Linked DNA regions of Mus musculus: regions 1 and 3 are each linked to region 2. Evidence: chromatin contacts called from public HiChIP or PLAC-seq data. All regions are on one chromosome and are shown on one strand. Each heading gives the region's core, a stretch centred on a gene start, on an enhancer-like site or on the middle of the called end of the contact. The rest is flanking DNA. Distances are from core to core; before and after follow the strand shown.

The links. HiChIP or PLAC-seq counts read pairs in DNA pulled down with a chosen protein or histone mark.
Region 1: an HNF4G HiChIP or PLAC-seq map of pancreatic cancer cells shows a contact between it and region 2. The contact joins the promoter of Elp1 here to the enhancer-like site in region 2. A contact is called at or near these places in 2 of 39 promoter capture datasets (cranial neural crest and maxillary cranial neural crest), 1 of 15 datasets of contacts at CTCF or cohesin (large pre-B cells), 2 of 484 Hi-C or Micro-C datasets (the HPC-7 cell line and adipose-derived mesenchymal stem cells) and 7 of 115 datasets of contacts at active chromatin or transcription factors (embryonic forebrain, embryonic hindbrain, embryonic stem cells and 4 more).
Region 3: a contact with region 2 is called in an H3K27ac HiChIP or PLAC-seq map of embryonic stem cells, with 9 read pairs. The contact joins two enhancer-like sites. A contact is called at or near these places in 6 of 39 promoter capture datasets (the 3T3-L1 cell line, the C10 cell line, cranial neural crest and 2 more), 1 of 484 Hi-C or Micro-C datasets (cerebellum), 2 of 115 datasets of contacts at active chromatin or transcription factors (embryonic stem cells and large pre-B cells) and 1 of 9 other capture datasets (embryonic stem cells).

What each region holds. Positions count from the first base shown.
Region 1 is chr4:56,800,928-56,803,710 of GRCm38.p6, reverse strand. It overlaps Elp1 (elongator complex protein 1), which reads left to right and starts at 1,380. Exons shown (of 37, transcript NM_026079.3): 1 at 1,380-1,552. Abitram (actin binding transcription modulator) reads right to left here and starts at 1,382. Exons shown (of 6, transcript NM_001081420.1): 1 at 985-1,382; 2 at 64-115. The coding sequence starts at 1,099.
Region 2 is chr4:57,273,940-57,277,150 of GRCm38.p6, reverse strand. All of the region lies in intron 1 of Ptpn3 (protein tyrosine phosphatase, non-receptor type 3), which reads left to right. Among named protein-coding and RNA genes, the nearest start is that of Gm12536, 24 kb to the left of the region's middle. Within about 2 kb of position 1,865, at least 45 of the 459 cell types and tissues checked have an H3K27ac peak or open chromatin away from gene starts, as enhancers often do. A contact at or near this core is called in embryonic stem cells and pancreatic cancer cells, where this site is marked.
Region 3 is chr4:56,930,847-56,933,620 of GRCm38.p6, reverse strand. The region is part of intron 3 of Tmem245 (transmembrane protein 245); the gene reads left to right. Among named protein-coding and RNA genes, the nearest start is that of Tmem245, 15 kb to the left of the region's middle. Within about 2 kb of position 1,395, at least 27 of the 459 cell types and tissues checked have an H3K27ac peak or open chromatin away from gene starts, as enhancers often do. A contact at or near this core is called in embryonic stem cells, where this site is marked.

The DNA of each region.
Region 1 (2,783 bases), core at 131-2,630, 470 kb after region 2:
GACCGCACCAGGCTAGCTACCAGAAGGAAAGTGTTGATAGTTTAAGATTCCCGGTTTGCTTACCGGTTGGAGTGCTGGAGTATACAGTGGTCCTCACAGGGTTTTCCTTTAACATCTAGAGGAATAAATGAGTCGCAGGTTGTTGAACTGGCATTTACCACGTGATTACCTCCTTTGGTTCATGAAGATTGTTCATTGCGAAGCTGAGCACAGTGGGCAAAGTAAATAAAGGCTATGAAGTATTTTAAGTGGCCTAATTTACATAGAATCCTTTACTCAGTGTTAAGGCAGGTAACATTCTTAGCTCCTCCATCTTGTCACTTTAAAATGAGTACACCTAGAGAAACACTATTATAAGCGCCACATTGCTGACATTATGGTGGTGTTTTGTGAGGCTGTCTTGATGGTATGCAAAAATCACACGTTTTTTTTTAAATTCAGTCCTAAAGAGAATTTAGGATGCTTATCCTAAATATTATATGTGGGTCTACCGGTTTCCCTGAATTTAAAAAGGCTAAAATAGAGGCTAGAGGAGGATCCCCAAAGGTGGTATCGGTATTTTCTTGGCAGAACGAACACCAGAGAAGCCTATTTCAAACGTCCAGTGGACAATATGCACAGTTTCTTCTTAACACTAGATACTGCTTCCTTAACATTTCTTAATTTTTCTCTCCATGCCTAAGGTTTCTTCCCGGTTCGGCGTAGGATTGATCCCTCCAAGCACACCAACCCTTAGTAGTGTGGGGAAAGCCCAGATAGACCAACGCGGAGTTCCTTAGTTTAGTTCACGTCCTTTCCTGCAAACAACCCACACATGGCGCTGCGGTTCCCACGAAGGAAAGCGCCTATTTTAGCTCTTCATCAGCGCAAATCTGTATTCCTGGGACTAGGATGCTCAGGGAAGAGCACGGGTGGCTTGCATCGCGTGGCAGAAGTGCCTGCACCCGTGCGGTAAAGCGGAGCTCACCACCATCCCGCACTTACCCGCTTTATACCAGCGAGTGAAGTATCGATCCACAAGGGAGGGTGGCGGGGCTTCGGTAGCTATGACTACCTCTGGTGGCGCCAGCTTGGCTTCGGGGCAGCGGAGCTCTTCCATCCCTCTAGTCCAGGAGCGTAGTTCCGGCGCGTGGGAGCCGGTTGGTGTCGTGCGCACGCGCGCGACTCCCCGGCTGGCGGCCAAACTCCCTCCCCGACCCCAGTCACCTGTGATCCTGGGCCAAAGCCCAACTGTGGGGCAAAAACAACCGGGTGTCAAAGAGCTGAGGGACAGCAGACAGCAAGGTCCTGCCTCTGCCGGGTGAGGGCTCCCCGATCCCCTGGACCCTCTGAGCACCCTCGAGCTCCTGAGGAGGCGCGTCTGGCCACACCCACCCGGTGACGTCACTCAGCGCGCCTCGCGGGTGACGCCACGTCCGCGCCGCCTTTCTGGTGCTACCTGGCGTGTTTCGCCCTTCAGTGGATCGTGTTTCTCGTCTCCCGTGTGCATCGGCGGTTCCTTTCCAAACCCAGTGCGCCGTGAGGGCTCGGAGCCGCCTCGAGGGCGTCGTAGGTGAGCATTCGCCCGTCCCAGTCCGAGCCGCTGTGTGCGGCCTGGTCTTGCTGTCCAGGGCTGTTCTGGTGCAGGGGAGATGCACGCGCTTCTGCCTGCGCGCGCCGGCGGGCCGGGCGTGGACCTCTTCTTTCTTCGAGTTTCGGATGCTTTCTGTACACGTTTTCCCCGGGGCCGTCTTGGGGCGCTGCGAGGGATGAGGGTCCGGTACCCCAATTGCGGGTTTCCTTGTAGCGTGTAGATAAAACCTCTACCAGCTTGTCGTGGAAGGTGATAGGTAAATAGAGGCCTCTGTGCTGTGCTGCGGGTCCCTTCTCGCTCGCATTTGGGACTTTTCTATGAAGTAGTGTATCTCGTGCTTCCCTACCTGGTGTACCTAAGCCGGGATTTCTGTGATGGCTGTGATTTTATAGTCTTTTGTCTTTAGGGCCTAACATTTGGCAAGGTTTTGTTGTAAGTCACATAACGGATCTTAGGTATTGTGTAAAGGATTCGTTTGCGTATTGAGAACCATGATATATAACCAGCAAATATCTCGATGTGTAAGTGAAAGAAAAAGAGACAAAGACAAATTTTAGTTTGTGGAAACAGAGATGACAATAAGTCCCAAGCCAGGATGAGCTATTATTTGATAAGAGATCAGCAGGTTCTCTGTTTTTCAGGTTGCATTTCATATGCTTGTAAGGGTCAGCTTATGATAATATCAGGATTGATTTTAATGTGAGTTTAATGTTTAGTTTGGTCTTGTTCATTTACAAGGTATATAGGTTTATCTAATCTTCCCTTTAGTGAGCTACCAAGCCTGAAGGTAGGGGAGAAAGTGGATCAATGGTCAGAATTTTGGGACATGATCAAAGTTGTATGAAAGCACCTCTTAGAACATGTGTGGGTGGAGTCAAGGGAGGTGCAGTTGGAGGTGCCAAAGGAAGGCTGTTAGCAGATTATGATCCTAGAAACATTTGGAAGATGTTTCCTAACTTTGAAAGCATTGAGAAAACTACAGGACTGTGTAACTCCAAAAAGTTAAATGAGTGAGCAGTGTCAGAATGACAATTTAGAGAAGTCGGTTTTCATGCTAAAAGAATTGGGGCATTAGAGAGATTAATGAGTTTGCCTTTTTACCAAGTGACCATGGAGGCCAGAAGAAGGCATGGGGTTCCCTGGAATTGGAGTTATAGATAGTTGTTATCTGCTGTGTAGGTGTTGGGAACTGAACTCAGGTCCTCTGGAA
Region 2 (3,211 bases), core at 616-3,115:
GGGGTCTGGTAACACCAACTCTGAGGGAACAAGCCAAGACACCTGGTTACATAATTGCAAGGTGACAGCACTTTTGAACTTTCTTTCTCTGTTTGACCTCTGGGCTAATCCCAGCCCTGACCTATAGACTGGAAAATCTGTCACTTCATCAACAATGATTTAGGAAGCACTCCAGTGATGGGGCAGCTGCCGAGCTATGTACCTCTGGGAAGCAACTTTGTAGCATAGGCTCAGAAACTGACATAGCGCTTTGGCCCCAAGACCCTGGTTATAGGCAGAAATCCTGGAGACTGGTTGACAGTTTCCCAGTGTGTGGCTCTCAGGTTGCCTGTATCTCTGTCTAGGGTAGGGGGTTATTAAAAAACGTATGTATGTCTTCTCTCTGACAGTAAAGTATGCGTGGTCTCAGACTGCATCCCGGGACAGGAGGAAAGGAAGGATCAGGATAATTTGTAAAATCTTACTGTCAGCTCTAAGATAAACGCTTGGTCAGTGTTTGCTTTCTTGAGTGCTGTGGTTTCACTGTGATTTTGAAATACATAAATAAACTTGGTCTTGGGAGATCAGTGCTAAAATATGTACAGGTAAAATGATAACCAGACCTGTAGCATGTGCCTAAGAGCAAACCCTGGGGTCTGTACACATGGCCGTGTGTGTGTCTCACAAGCATGTGCAAGCGACCCACCTGCTTTTGCTTTAGGAGTGCTGGGATTAAAGGATAAGCTCTCACACCTGGTTTCCTCTTATTTTTTAAATTACGTGTAAGTGTGTGTCTGTACCCATGTGATACCTCCTCTCACTCACCCAGGAGCTTGTAGATTCTCCTCAGCCAGAGAGCCCGCCTGCCTCCAGGGTTACAGATGGCCATGTTGCCTGTTTTTTTTTTTTTTGTTTTTTTTTTTTTTTTGTTTTTTTTTTTTTGGTTTTTGGTTTTTGGTTTTTCGAGACAGGGTTTCTCTGTATAGCCCTGGCTGTCCTGGAACTCACTTTGTAGACCAGGCTAGCCTCAAACTCAGAAATCTCAGAGGCTGGCTCTGCCTCCCAAGTGCTGGGATGAAAGGCATGTGCCACCACGCCCGGTTTATGTTGCCTGGTTTTTATGTAGGTGCTGGGATCCGAACTCCCATACTCCAGTCCTCAGGCTGGATGCTGAGTGCCTTATCCACAGACTCATCTCCGCACTCCTGTAAAGTTTTATCTGCAGAAGGCATTCTCACTTCCTTTAGAATGTTCGGGCACCTTATCCTGGTTCCAAACCAAAGCCTGGGGGCATTGCCTGTCAGGCGGAGGCAGTGGTGGAAGAACTGGTTTATGTTTTTCCTGGGAGAATCATAAAGCATGTGATGTGGTTGTTAAGGGCCTGGTTGATTTCCCTCACCCCCACCCCTCCCTTCCTGCACCAAGACTAAATTGTTTTAAAAAAAAATGCAGCCCAGCTTCCATGATCCCAGCAAAAAAAGAAAAAAGAAAAGGCAACACTGATATTCTCTCAGCGGCCAAATAAACCTTCTATGTCCCATCCATTAAATATTGATAATTGATGAGAATTGGTATTGATTTGGTGAGTCATCACGAGGCTGATGGGGACGCTGTGTTCCTTTCTGTGCTAGAAATCTCCCTGTCAGGCAGATCCATCATCTGTTGATGCTCAGAATTAGGAAGAAAAAAGAGGAAGGAAGAAAGCTTTCTTCAGCCCAGCAGGGAGGAAGGATCAGGACAAAGAAGCTGAGCCGCAGAGAAATTGTTACATAGCCAGCCGGAGAGTGATTGATTGCACAGTAAACAAGAACACAGCCAACCTGTGTCTCCCCCTAAGTCGTAGGGTTGGAGGCAAGAGCTTTCCTCTGCTGGCCACTAGATGGCAGTATTGGCAAGGTCAGCCTGAATGTGATTACCTGGGTTGGCTCTAGTCTCGAGGTTCCACGGTTCACTAACAGAATACTCAACACATTTGTTTATAAATCCAGACTGTTTTCTTTTAAAAGATCTGGTTGTGGTGGGGCATGCCTTGACATCTAATAGCACCAAGATTTTCAAGTCTCTCCTTTACCACATCGAAGCATCTAGGCCAGCCTAGGTTATATAAGACCCTGTCTCAAATAAATTAAATTAAATGGAATCAATATCCATTTGTCTTTTTCTGAAAGTCTTATGGCCTTAAGTTTCTGCTATCCCTGCCTCCACCTACTCCTGAGGGTTTGGGGTCACAGGTGGATGTTGCCCAGTTTATACAGGGCTGGAGATCAAATCCTGGTCCCTAGGCCTGCTATACAAACTGAGCAACTTCACCGAGCTCCATCCCTGGGCCCTGAAACGTGCATTCTCAAAGTAAAGGCCCAATTTCTTTTTCCAGAGGCATATAACAGCTATAGTAGCAACTGCCTTTGAACACCAGTGAGTTGCTTTAAAAGGGATAACATTATAGAAATGAAGTCTTTATAAATGTGTGAGATATTTGACATTAAGATAGCCCTACAAAATCTGGATTCTATAGTCAGTTCCTGTTCACATCAGAAACTTAGCATTGATTAAGAGCCTTATGTTCAGGCCTTGGCTACATGAGACCCCGCCTCAATGGTAATAAACAAACAGTGCCTTTTAATGCATGTCTACTCCCTGTCCATGCTAGGCACCTATGTATTCCCTCTGCAATATTTACTGAGCCCCAGCTGTGTGCATAATGAGATCATGCTTTTTCTATAATATGTTCTCAGAATATCATCTTTGATTAAGATCTGAATCACAGTAGAACCCACAGCCAGTGTTCCCGCTACCCCAGTGCTCTTTGATTTGAAACACTGTGCAAATAGGCTCAGCTCCCATGATGTCAGTGGCTTGGTCTGCAGCTGTGATGTCCCTGGTTCCTGAGGCCAGTGTGTTCCTGTTTGGGTTTTGGCTTTGTTTGGAATTAAGAGGCTTATAAAGGAAGCCATAGAACCCCCGAGTTCCCCAATGGCTGCGGTACAGGAAACAGGGCAATCTGTCAGCATCTATTGTCCAGCCAGATTGTTTAAGACACAGTTTCAAGACAATCTGGAAACACCTCCTGGCTCGGTAATATGTAGTTTAGCATCTATGTCAAGCAAGCTCTTATCAAGGTTTGTTTTAGGGACAATTGCCGGAAAAATATTCTGCAGTTTTCACGAAACAACTTTTAGTGACACTGTCCTTAGGTTCCAAGGCCTTCGTGTGACAATCAGGGAGGAGGGAA
Region 3 (2,774 bases), core at 146-2,645, 340 kb after region 2:
ATGGTACCTCCATCTGCTGATGAAGGTGTTTCATTTCTGGGGTTCTGAGGCACCTCCAGTCACATGGGTGGAGCTATGATTTAAGCCAAGGTCCGTGACCTTCATTCAGCCCCTTGTTCTTTTCCTTTCCTTGCCACATTGAGTGATCAGGAATTATCCATAGTGAAAGTATCAACACTGCTGTCTTGGCTCGGCTCAGTTGTAGCTGTCATTACCTTTCTTACTGTTAGCCCAGTTGGCTCATCACTTCTCTGTCCACTGGATGCTGTCCACTAGGTAGAGACCTCTGTCCTAGTTTATCTTCTGTGCTAGACTCCTCCTTGTCGTTTGCACAGGCTGGCTGATGCAGTGAGGTGCCAACAGTGTTCTGAAGGGTTGGTGTATGAATCAGGGTGTCCACATCTGGTGGCCCACCTTCTCATTGCAGCCTCACGTGGCACCCTTAATATTATTACAGTGCACCATGAGCTTTGGATGGGGCAAACATTCAAACACCACCCCTGGAAAAAAGTGACAGTGCGTTCCCTTGGCCTATAGAGAAAATACCAGCATTACTTTCACCAATGATGAACCTTGGTGATGTTAACATGCCATCCTATTTTTTTAAATTAATTTGTTTATTTTATACTCCATATTTTATTCACCCACCCACCCCCTGTCTCCATGTGGATGTCCCCACCCTCAATGCCACTTGACCTCTACACTCCCTGGGGCCTCCAGTCTCTTGAGGGTTAGGTGCATCATCTCTGAACACAGACAGGGCAGTCCTCTGCTGTATGTGTTGGTGGCCTCATAGCAGCTGGTGTATGCTGCGTGGTTGGTGATCCAGTGTCTGAGAGATCTTGGGGGTCCATCCTATTTTTTTAAGCAATCCAGTGAGACTCATTTTTTTGTGTATGTTGGATATTTGGATTCAGAGATTTGTTCTGAGTATGAGATGAGTCTTTTCAAAAGTGAGAAGTGGCTCATTGGTTATGAGCACACACTGTTCTTTCAGAGGACCAGAGTTCAGTTCCCAACACCCATGTCAGGTGGCTCACAGTTGCCTATAACTCCATGGTTGGTTCCATGGAACCCAACGTTTATCTTCTGGTCTCCGGGAATCTGCACACAGTTGTTGGTTTGCATACCAGAGCACAGCCAGCAGGCTGATCCGGGAAGGAAGGCAGAACATAATCTGAGGACCCCTAGTCAGGCCAGAACAAAAGCTCCGAGGGGTGCTGGCCTGGCTGGAACAGCCAGAATGTTAGAACTGTCCTTGGGGAAGCTAGGGTAGAGCAGGCTGCTGGAGACCTTTTCTGATGCAGTCGCAACCCTGGAGTTAGTGGCTCGCAGTGGTATGCAGGAGCTGGCTGGTAGAAGCTGAAGTTGCTGAGTGTCAGGATGTGGCTGTGATTAATCGTGAATGGGGTTAGATAGCTGCGGTGTTGAAAGCTTGATCGGGGCCTGCTGGGTGGGGCTGAGGTCTAGCAGAAAAAGCTTGAGAGAAAACTCTTCCCTAGAGTGTTACAGCTCTATTAAATAGGTGCTCGCAGATGATTCTTGGTGAAATAACTGGAGCACTTTATTCCTTGTAGAGAAGGGACCTTATAGACATTTTGGGGTGGGGTGGGATCTAGGGGTAAATGCTTCTCATTGGCTCAGTCTGAGATGTTAGGGATGCTCTGTTTACATGGGAAAAGACTTTAGTGGGGTGTTGTGGTCACGTGGTCTGAGACATGGAGACCCTGGCCAGGAGTTGGTTCTAAGACCTACCTTTCTCAATTATGAAAATTCCCAGGGATTTTGAACCTGCTTCAACCTTGCGGGATCTTCTGTCTGGGGGCACGGCCCACTGCCCACACAGATACCCTCTCTCTACCCCACAACTAAAATGGAAAGAACAAAAAAGGGGCTAGAGGGATGGCTCAGCACTTCAGAGCTTTGGCTCTTCTTCCAGAGGCTCTGAGTTCTATTTCCAGCACCAACCATCTGTTGCAGATCAGAACTGTGGGCACTGCAGGCACGTGGAACAAAGACATACATCCAGCTGTAACACCAACAAATAGAAAATAAAGTGAAGGGAAAATAATAAAATCTTTTTTTTTAAATCAGGAAAACCAGGCTTCTGATGTGTCTCTAATCCAAGATGGTTAGCCTGGAGCAGTAGTGTGGCCCACCTGGTAGCTGTTCAGCTAGTTAGTAACCGTTAGAAGTATCTTTGCTAGCCAGAAGGTAGGCGCATGCTTTTAATCCCAGCACTTGGAAGGCAGAGGTAGGCAGATCTCTTTGAGTTTAAGGCCAGCCTGGTCTACAGAGTGAGTTCCAGGACAGATATGCTTATATTTGTTTGTTTTTTTGAGACTATATCTCAATGTGTAGTCCTGGCTAGCCTGGAACTCTTAGAGACCTAGGAATACTAGAATTAAAGTCATGCAATCAGGGCTATATAGTGAGACCCTGTCTCAAAACAACAACAACAAAACCCCCCCAAAAAAAAACCACACAAGAAAGAACTTGGCGGGGGTGGGGGGGGGCAGGAAAAAAGAAAGAAAGAAACCCACTTTTGCAGGAAGCTCTGGGGAGAGCACATGCTATGAAAGAACAAGCTGGTCCAGTGAAGCCCACGTAGAAAGAAGAGGAACAAAGCCAAGTGTCCATCTCCTGCTCTGCAGTTACTACAGCTACCCTTAGAGCCTAGAGCAACTGCGTTTATATCCAGGCCCTGTGCACTAGAAGCTGTTGAGAGGAAGGTGTGAAGGGAAGCAGCCTTCATTGCTCACTGTGGGCTAGCA